Linked DNA regions of Mus musculus: region 2 is linked to region 1. A link is a contact called in public HiChIP or PLAC-seq data. All regions are on one chromosome and are shown on one strand. The core of a region is the stretch at or near the end of the contact, and the rest is flanking DNA. Distances in the headings are between cores, read along the strand shown.

The links. HiChIP or PLAC-seq counts read pairs in DNA pulled down with a chosen protein or histone mark.
Region 2: a contact with region 1 is called in an H3K4me3 HiChIP or PLAC-seq map of bone marrow-derived macrophages, with 4 times the contacts expected there. The contact joins two enhancer-like sites. A contact is called at or near these places in 2 of 484 Hi-C or Micro-C datasets (bone marrow-derived dendritic cells and conventional dendritic cells), 1 of 115 datasets of contacts at active chromatin or transcription factors (bone marrow-derived macrophages) and 3 of 9 other capture datasets (adipose tissue, embryonic stem cells and liver).

The regions. Positions count from the first base shown.
Region 1 is chr15:30,517,083-30,522,207 of GRCm38.p6, reverse strand. The region is part of intron 3 of Ctnnd2 (catenin (cadherin associated protein), delta 2); the gene reads right to left. It overlaps Gm41284 (a long non-coding RNA gene), which reads right to left. Exons shown (of 2, transcript XR_875096.3): 1 at 1-5,125. Among named protein-coding and RNA genes, the nearest start is that of Gm41284, 17 kb to the right of the region's middle. Within about 2 kb of position 2,002, at least 3 of the 459 cell types and tissues checked have an H3K27ac peak or open chromatin away from gene starts, as enhancers often do. A contact at or near this core is called in bone marrow-derived macrophages, where this site is marked.
Region 2 is chr15:30,644,248-30,649,429 of GRCm38.p6, reverse strand. Ctnnd2 (catenin (cadherin associated protein), delta 2) reads right to left here. Exons shown (of 23, transcript NM_008729.3): 7 at 2,106-2,661. Among named protein-coding and RNA genes, the nearest start is that of Gm31841, 36 kb to the left of the region's middle. Within about 2 kb of position 2,424, at least 95 of the 459 cell types and tissues checked have an H3K27ac peak or open chromatin away from gene starts, as enhancers often do. A contact at or near this core is called in bone marrow-derived macrophages, where this site is marked.

The DNA.
Region 1 (5,125 bases), core at 753-3,252:
ATAAATTGAAGAGCATTTTAAGAAGCAATCTATTCTATATTTCTTTATCTAGTGCAGGTTCTTTTCAGATATTTAACAACCCCTAATATTTCTGTAACATTTAATATATGTTAATATCACATTACATAATATAAAAGGCCACATTTAATATTATTATGTATATACCATTAAAGATCCAAAAATGCATTGCCAATCTAATTAGAGAGATACTAAAAAATACATGAAGGCCAAAAACATAGCTCAGTGGGTGAAGGTACTTGACACCAAGCTTGAGTATTTGAGTAAGATAGTTGGGATGACAAGGCAGAAGAGTATAGACTCTTTCAGGTTTTCTTCTGATTTCCCATGTGCACTGTAGAACACACACCAACATAGAGTACATAGATTGGTAAATGTTCTTTTAATCCAAATACATGGTGATACAAAGTATGTAGATGTACTGGCCAGACTAAAGACAAGTACGCATGTGTGCACATATTTGAAATGAATCCCACATCTTGGTTCTAAGAAAATGATCTAGATTTTATGAACTAATGTTTACAAGTACGTATCTTGTTCTAGAAGGAGGTCACTTATCTTACTCTGTTTGTGAGTATTGCCTGTAGGTAGTCACATGGAAGATGCTGTATGACTCAAACTAAATGTGCATGAAAATAACACTAACATTTAAAATTCACTCTGCCTGTGTGCAACTACACAGCTTGCTTCACCTGTGACCAGCCATCAGGTTTAGTTTACTCTCTAAAATGTCTAAAACATTACTTTTTTCTTGTCTTTGAAATGCCATGGTGTGACCTCCAAAGTCAGTGGAGCATAAGTGTGCACAGGCTCTGGCACAAAAGTATGGCGACTGGGATGTCTGTGGGGAACAACGACCTGGAGCCGCCTGACTGAAGACAGGTATATACATAGGCAGTGCTGTCACTAGGACACATATTCAAATACTTTTGGATCTGAAACCATGTGTAAAGACTGGCTGCCAAAGTTTGTTCCACATACTTTTGTACATGAAACAGAATCAGTGACATTTCCTGAAAGGAAAAGCAAGCAAAGGGCCTATAAACACTCACCCTAGTGATCCACACCCACGAAACAAATCCTCTAATGTACAGGAGGTCCCCTAAGCTCTGCTAAGCACTGCGGTCATCATTCTCTGTACTTTCTCAGCACCAGGGACACTGCAGCATGTTGCCTGAGAAATTAGCCCATCCATTTCCTTGTACAATAAAAATGACACAGCAAAGTTAAGGATGTGAGACTCTGCAGACAGAACGAAGCTATATCCTCTTTGTATTGCCAAGAGCTCACTACTGCAGTATGGAAAATCAGGAAGAACGGAATTGTGTCTCAGGTGGAAATCAAGTTTCTGATGTCCTGTAACCAGAAGGGACTCTGCTCCAGGAGGTAGCATGTGTTACTGCATATGGTTATTTAATTGGCACCTAAGAGGGTTCGATCGTATACTCTACAAACATGTTTAGTTGGCTTGTATCATGTTCTGTGTTATAATGCATCTTCAAATTTCTTAGAATTTGAGAATCCCTGACATGAAAACAATCCATAAGTGTGCCATTATGTGAGTGTTGCAATACTACATTGTATGCCTTTTAGTGAATATAGCACTACATTGAGATTTTAAACTACAGTCCTATTTGAATTCTAGCAGAAATGTGTGTGTTGCCTGTAGGGAAAAATCTAAATATTCAAAGGTGCAACTTTTCTGAAAAGGGTTTGAAGTAGCTACAGCATCTATAAAAATCTAATTATGGAACCTTTTACCATAGTGAGTAGAAAGCTTATTAATATTTTAATTCAGTTAAAGCATCTGCCTAACATAAAGTGTAACAGCTACAGAGCAATTCAATAATGAAGAGAAAAAAAAACAGGAAGTGCCCGCACAGTCCTCATTTGTCATTTATATGTAATTATGAGTAATCCCTCTTACAGCACATTATAATCATAAAGGAAGGGCATACTCAACACTTCCATTTAACACAGGGAAGGAAGTCCTGACCGAGGCAATTAGGCACGAGACAGAAATAACAGCATCTAGACAAGAGTGTGCAAGAATAAACGTCTCCCCAACTTACAGTTGATATTATCTTGAAAATAATAAATGCTAAAAGTACAGAAAACAAAGCTCACACTGACAAATCAGGCTCAGCAAACTTTCTGATACCATTATAGAGAAAAAACTATTTTAACATTCCAAAATGAACGCATCCAAAAATAAAGATGAAATATGATTTTTACCCAAACAAGCATCAAAATATTTAAAAGTGGATTTACTAAGGTATGTGTAAATTATTTAGCATGAGAATTTTCATGAAAGTGTTCAAAAATTGAAGACAATCTAGAACAATACAAACACTGATCGTGTCCCTAAACTGGAAAATCCAGTTCTGTAACGATGACAGCACCCATTAAGTAAACCTACAGATGGATTACAATTTCTATGAAAATAGCAGGGATTTCCCCCCATGTTTTTGCAGAAAGTAATAAGCTGGTTGAGAAATGTAAATAGAGACGAAATAATACAGAAAAATTAATAATGTGGCAAAGAAGCCTAAATATGCAAAACTGAAAATTCCAACATTTAAACTTATTAAGGTTTATCTACTTTTTACATATTTATTTATTTATTTTTGGTTTTTTGAGGCAGGGTTTCTCTGTGTAGTCCTGTCTGTCCTGGAACTCATGCTGTAGACCAGGCTGGCCTCAAACTCAGAAATCCGCCTGCCTCTGTCTTCCAAGTGTTGGGATTAAAGGCATGCACCATCACTGCCCGGCCTTATTTTTATTTTTTTAATGTTAATTTTTTATTAGATATTTTCTTCATTTACATTTCAAATGTTATCCCCTTTTCTAGTTTCCTCTCCAAAAGTCCCCTATACCCTCCCCCTGCCCTGCTCCCCAACCTATCAACTCCTGCTTCCTGGCCCTGGCATTCCCCTATAATGGGGCATACAACCTTCACAGGACCAAGGGCCTCTCCTCTTATTGATGACTGACTAGGTCATCCTCTGCTACATACATTTTTATAAACCATTAAATATATAGTTATTTTTACAAAAATTATAAAATGATTTTATGTCAGATGCTTATGTGAATGTACACAGTCAGGCAAGTGTATTATTATAATTACTTTCTAATGTTAAAATGAATTCCAGAATTCTTGATTTTTAATAAGAAGTATTTGACCACTTGTAGATACATTCCCTATGAAATATGTCAATTATACACTAAGACCTGAGCACAAACACACTTAAATCATGTGCCTATCCTATTTCTTAAAATACTGACAATTTCATGTTCAAAATTTGTCTATTTTATATATACTACTAAGAATCTTGGTAGTAAATCTTGGAACAAGAATTTTTTTTTTTTGAGACAGGGTTTCTCTGTGCAGCCCTGGCTGTCCTTGAACTCAGAAATCCTCCTGCCTCTGCCTCCCAAGTTCTGGGATTAAAGGCGTGAGTCACCACTGCCCAGTCAGGAAGAAGAAATTTAAGAAAAGCAAATTCTTGTACCTACCCACACGAAAACTAAACAAAGTAAGCATGCAAAATTACATTAAGAGATTCCTCAGATGGTTTACATTCTTAAATTTCTGATAGTATAGCTCTAGTTTAAGTGATTTTTGTACTCAAGGAAAATCTTCTGAATAAAATAAAGAAAGTATACATATCAAATGTATCCAAACACATGCTCTCATAAATATATACATTACAACACCGAGTAATTAACACATCCGTAACACATACAGTCATAGTTTTCTTTCTACTTTTTGTGTGTACGTAGTAAGAATATGTAGTGCCTACCCTTGTAAGAAGTTTCAAGCCCACAATATGGCATTATTTTCACCAGAATATCTTACATGAGATACACACACAGACACAGACACACACAGACACACACAGACACACACAAACACACACACACACACACACACACACACACACACCAAACACTGATTGATTTACGATCTCCAATATTGAAACTCAGAGAATAATATTAGGGCAGTGATTGCTAGGGTCTAGGGAGAAGCGGTCTTGGGATGAGTCAGGCTGTGAGTGCAAAGTTTCAGTTGTAGCATATTGAGAGAAAAAAGAGAAAATATTGAGCTAATCGTGGTTCCTCAGAAGCATAACTGATGCTCTCATTGCTTGTGTGATGTCACTGGACCAGTAACGCTTGGCAGCCATTCCTTCCCAGTACAGCCAGCAAGCACACACTCACAACAGCACCACTGGACTTGTGGACAGATCTCGCCTCCACAGAAACTGTTCACATACTCTATTACAAAAGAGCTTTCCAAAACTTTCTCCACTACTTAGGGTAAATGTCAGGGTCTTTAATTGGACTTTTGTCCCATGGTTTTGACGACCTTGGCAATGCTTCTTGCTGGCATATTTAATATTTCCCAGACATCACTCATCTGTTCTAAGCAACCCTGGAAGTTCCCATCCTTGGTCACCATGACATGAAGGCTTATTTACTTATTTTTCATTCATTCTTTTTTTTTTTTCATTCTTTTTTTTGTGGCTTTATTCTTTCTAGTCAGCTTCTAGTTAGCACAGGACTAAGACCTAGAACACTGGCATCATGGCTTCCTCCACAGAACTTTCTGAAGCAGCGTGAGTTACACTTGATATCATCTGGACTTTACGTCCTTACTTGCCAGATTAATTCTTGTCTCCTCAGAATAGCATGTAAGCTCAATGAGCCACAGCATACAAAAAGAAAGTTTAAAAGTAATTCCCTGGATTGCTGAATAGAGAGATGGATGGAGAGTGAATGGAAGGAAAAGCAAGAGTGTGGGACCGAGGCATAGAGGCATCAGTCCCTCATTCCCTCCTATCCCCAATGGCTATTTGTGTAGTAAAGAATGACAATAGGGAGACAACATGTTGTGATCACTTCCAGTACATAGGCAAGGCCCCTGGTCGAGGGAAGGGGCCATCCATCCACCTCAAAGTTTTTTAATCCAGAAATGCTCCTGTCCAAAGGAAGAACAGTGACAAAAAAAGGAGCAGAGACTGAAGCAAAGGCCAACTGGGGACAGTCCCACCTGGGGATACATCACATCTGCAGATACCAACCCCCCCCCCACCTCACCTAAATT
Region 2 (5,182 bases), core at 1,175-3,674, 130 kb before region 1:
CTCTTTGATGGCATATTGAATATTTTTTCCTCACTAGGTAGCAAAAATGTAATATGGCAAGAAAATATGAGGAACAGATGGGAATGTCTTGGTCAACTAGAGCTCTCTTTCTGACTGGAGAAGCCTTCACCTCTAACAGAAAGAAATGTGACTGTATACATACCATCAGCACCTGTAGCAGCACCAGCACCACCACCAGCACCAGCACCAGCACCAACACTAACACCAGCAACAGCACTAACACCAATACCAGCACCACCACCAGCACCAACACCAGCACCAGCACTAACACCAGCACCACCACCAACATCAGCACCAGCACCAGTACCAGCACTAACACCAGCACCAGTACCAGCACCAACACCAGCACCAGCACCAACACCAGTACCAACACCAACACCAGCACCAGCACCAGTACCAACACCAATACCAATACCAACACCAGCACCAGTACCAACACTACACCAGCACCAGCACCAACAACAGTACCAACACCAACATCAGCACCAGTACCAGCACCACCAGCAGCACCAGTACCAACATCAGCACCAGCACCCCACCCCGACTGACTGCCATCAAAGCCTTTGAAACATTCTTTGCAGCCCTTAGAATATAAGTCATTTTCAAAATATGCAAGGAATGGTCGCATTCTTGGTAACTGTATTTCCATTCCCTAAACCTTTCCTCAAAATTCTACACGTTCTGCTATCTGGCCACTCTCTGCTTCCCCACAGGTATACAGTGTGACAGCACATGTCTGTCACACATCAGCAGGTGAGGGAAGAGGTGGGACCCCCTCCCTCAACAAACAAACAAACAAACAAACAAACACCACCACCAACAACAAAACCACCCTTCTGTTTTCCACCAGGCAAACACAGAAATGCAATGGGCTTTAGAAGTCTACAGACCCCTAACTCCTTGCATCTTCTCTATGGTGGCTGGGGGATGACCAGGGTGACCTCTCACCCCTCTGATTCTTGGTATGATCTCATAAACATAAAGCTTGTTGCCTGTTTCCTAAGATGCTCTTCAAACTAGTGGCTACCTTAGAAGACATAGCTGGGCATTAATGATTGGCTACCTCCAAAATCCCACTCTCCAGGCACAGCAGTGAGACAGATTATTCTCTGCAAACAAACCGAGCACAGTCCTGTGGGCAGCATATCCCAGCCTGCATCCCACTAAGCCAGCTAACCAGCTAACTAGCTAACTAGTCTTTGCTGGTGATTACTGTGTTTGAATTAAAGAAGTCCTTGGCCACCTGCCTTGTGCCTGTGACAAGTTCCCTTTTTTTTTTTTAATCCTATTTATCTTCACAGTCATCTATTTGTGTCAAGACAAGAAGCATACGAGCACAGCATCTGTTACTAGAGTCACAAAATTACCAAATACTTCTAGAAGGAAAGAAATAGGCGATAAATCCAGATTACATGTCAGGTGTCTTAGGAGGGAGCATTAGTCTTTCAATCACAGTGTCTTGTTTAAACTGAGCATATGGCATTGACAGCACAGTCGCCAGCTCAGCCTGGTCTGTAATAGGGACAGGCACCACAGAAATGTCACCTCTTCTGATTTGGCAGAAGAAAGCAGCCTCTCCAACTCAGACAACCCCCGTCCCCCGCTGAGCCCCTATAATGAAGTAGGTAACCATTGAAGATGCTTCCCGTTGGTTACTTTTACTCTGCTGCTGCTGCTGCTGCTGCAACCTATGTAAATTCAGAATCTGATTTGGGGGGAAAATATATAACTTTTTGTGGCAACTAATACTGATCATACCCACTGGGAGAGCTACTTGATTTCTTTCTGCATGTAAGCAACAGGTCTGTGTGGTCCTACTAAATTAACCTCCTTGCTGGGTTTAAGTCTTCAGACTTTAGGGAGGGACAAGGGAAGGCAGTCAGGTGTTAGAGGCAGACAGACCACATGATAGGCACACCTGAAGAGAGACGCTGACAGTCTTTCCAGACAATCCCTGACAACCCGACAGCCCCGGAATCTGAAAACTGGACCCAAGACATGCCCAGCACTGCTGCTTGGATCCAGTCTCCCTGGTTCCCCGCCAAGCGTCCATGTGAGCCACACCAGAGCGCCCAGCCCCTTACCTGCCAGGCTGCCCGGCCTCTGGAGGGTGGCGGTGGCATACAGCTCCTGCGAATGCTTGCTGTACTGCTCAGACGCGTGGACCAGGCGCTTGGTGGGCGACAGGGTGGCGTAGGTGCCGATGGTGGAGCTCAGCTGGTGGATGGGCGAAGAGGAGATGGTGGACTGCACGGTGGGGGGCGAGGTCACGCGGATCGGGGACAGGCCGGCCGAGGACACGACGATGTTGATGGGCGAGCTGGTGCTGTAGGACTTAGCCAGGCGGCTGGGCGACTGCTTGGGCGAGGAGCCGCGCGGCGCGGCGTAGGCGGCACCCTCGGGGGCCGAGCCTCCGCGCTGCAGCTTGGTGGGTGAGCCGCCCTGCGTGGTGGTCAGCGGGGAGCCCCCGCGCGGCGGCGCGGGCAGCGTGGAGCTGGAGTAGTAGAGCGCCGCGGCGGCGGGCGGCGCGTCGGGCAGGTGGAAGGCGCTGCCCAGGCTGGGCGCGAACGGTTCCCGCGGAGGCGGAGGCGGTGGCGCAGGCTCGGAGCCCGCCAGGTGCCCCGCGCGGCCGGTCGTGCCCTGTGCCGGGAGGGAGAGCAGAGAACAGGCGCGCTCAGAGGTGGAGAAGCAGCCGCCCGCCCGCCCGCCCCGCCCGGCTGCAGAAGACAACTTCTGCGCCCAGGCTACGCGTGGAGAGGGACGCGAACCCACGCCCCAGCACGTTCCCAGCCCGGTTCCTTTCCAAGGAGGGAAAGGAGCGGGTTAGCAGAGGCCCGCTGACAAAGAGGCGAGAGGCATGCGTCTGCTCCGAGTTCCAAGAGGTTTTAGTCACAGGAGAAACATTTAAAGGCCACCCAACCGGTGATCTCTCAGAACGCCCTCTCTCTCTCTCTCTGCTAGCTTTAATGAAAACTCCAGGCATTAAACGCTCCCATTATTCCAGGAGACACACTTTCAGCCACCGAAAACTGACCGAATTGCGTACTTAGACCGGGACATAAAAGATGCACTACTTAGAATTTATTCTGCTGTCTTGCCGTTAAGACTTTTTGGTCAAGAGTTAAACGGAGGGAAAAGTGCTACGTCACGAGAGTAAGCTTGGTTTTTCAGTTAAAAAAAAAAAAAAAAAAAAAAAAACTAGAGGAAACAGATCAATTAAAATTGGAAACACTAAAAGTGCTTCCTTTTCTGGTTATTAAAAGTGTACTCTAGATGTCTCAGAACAACACCTCTGCTGTTGTGTCTTTCGACTGAAAGCCAGTTGCTTTCTTTGACTTACAAGAACACAAAAGACCAGGGCTGGGGTGGAGTTAGAAAGACAGTTTCCTCTAATCTTGCTCAGAGACAAATCTGCATTAGAATGAAAATACCCAATTGTCATCTACTTATGGGCAGAATGACTAGATTCTCCAAGCTTCACCCAGGGCAGGAGAAAGGGTCTGGGGGAGTCCCTGGTGTGAAAAGCTAGTAGCATCTCACACTGTGTGAGAGAGAAGCTGTCATGGAAGGGTATGGAAGGAAGAATGCTGGTTGGGCTGGGAAGAGAGCAAGGAAATGAAGGGAGGGGGGAAGAAGAGCTGATAGATGCTCTCCACAGGAAACTTCCGTTGTACCTCTGCCCTTTGGGGTGGTATTTGGCAAGTGGGAGGCTGGGCACTTTATCTGAGCACACACAGCATTCCAAATTGTCTGGAGAAACACTGAGGATGTACCGAGGAAGCATCAAGATACTGAATTAAGAACAAGTTGGGACTCGGGGAGACATCTTAGTAAAATCTTGTCTCCTAAGCCTGATCCCTGGCACCCACATTTCACTGGGCAAAAGGGGTTAGTGCTACACTGCACTAGGGAGGCAGGCAGTCTGGCTGTTACTGGACAGCCAGTTTAGTCTCTCTTTTAGAGGTCAAGACCAATGAGAGAGACTTTTTTGGGGGCCAAGGGGTGGGGGTGGGGGTGGGGTGGGGTGGGGTAGGGGATGGGAGGGTGGGGTGTTGGGGTGTTGTAGTGTTGATGTACAAAACCCAGGGAGGCTGTCTTCTGACCCCACCCCAACATGAGTAGAACATGTCAATGCACCCTCATGCACGTGTACACAAACACACACTAAGCACAGCATTTTATGAGGGAGACAACTCTTTGCTGAGAGACACTCTCTGTGGGAGGTATATATGTGTATTTCTACTACACACATTTGTTTATATATAATGTATATGTTTAATATAAATTTCATAAGTGCATTACATATCCCAATCTGAACTGGAATTATTTTAAGCTTACCACAAGGTGTGGGATGCGAGCTCCATGCGCTTGCTTACAGGAGTCTCTCTAGCAACCACAAGAGAACCTGATCCACAGAGAGACTGCAGTGACGTTTACTCAATCAATGAAGGAGTGATTCATAAATTTGGCCTGAGGTTTTGGCTTTGAGAGTTTGAAGAATGTGCAAGCTCTGGAGAACTCCTGTGTCTTCCTGAATCCCATTGCTATGGTCTAATATCAAACTAAGAAGCGTGGAGTTGCTCCCTTAGCAGGACCATAAGAGACCGGGCTTCTGAAACTAAACTATAGGTGAAAATTGTCAGGGAACTTCTCAAAAATATTGGAACAGCTAAGATTTACCCTAGACATTTAATTCCGAGCCTTTGATGGTGGTACCTAAGCATCAGCTAAGTAAGCCAGCTTCCCAGCAATGCCCAACACACATGAGAACCAGATCTCAGAGTGGTGGATTCCAGAGTGCGCTGTCTATTTACCAAACAACAGCCTCACTGCCTTGAATAGAACAGAATCACTGGTGGGGGCCAAGCTACTTCTGTAGGACAAGCTGTCTAGGTGATTGAAGTCTCCACCAAACTTTGAGAACCAACAATGGCAGACCATCTGGTTCTGGGCATCTGAAGTGGGTCCTGGGGTTGATAACAGTCTGTCAAGGGAGGTAGATGGTACTGATCCTAAAAATTCTGACAAGCACACAGACATTTTCCCTCTGAGGCTCCACTCTGTTGTTGACTAATATCTCTATGACCTTGTATCTGGCTAGCGAGTGGTGGGAGAGCCTCACACAGGAAGATAATGGCGGAAACATTAAGAATAGGGAGTC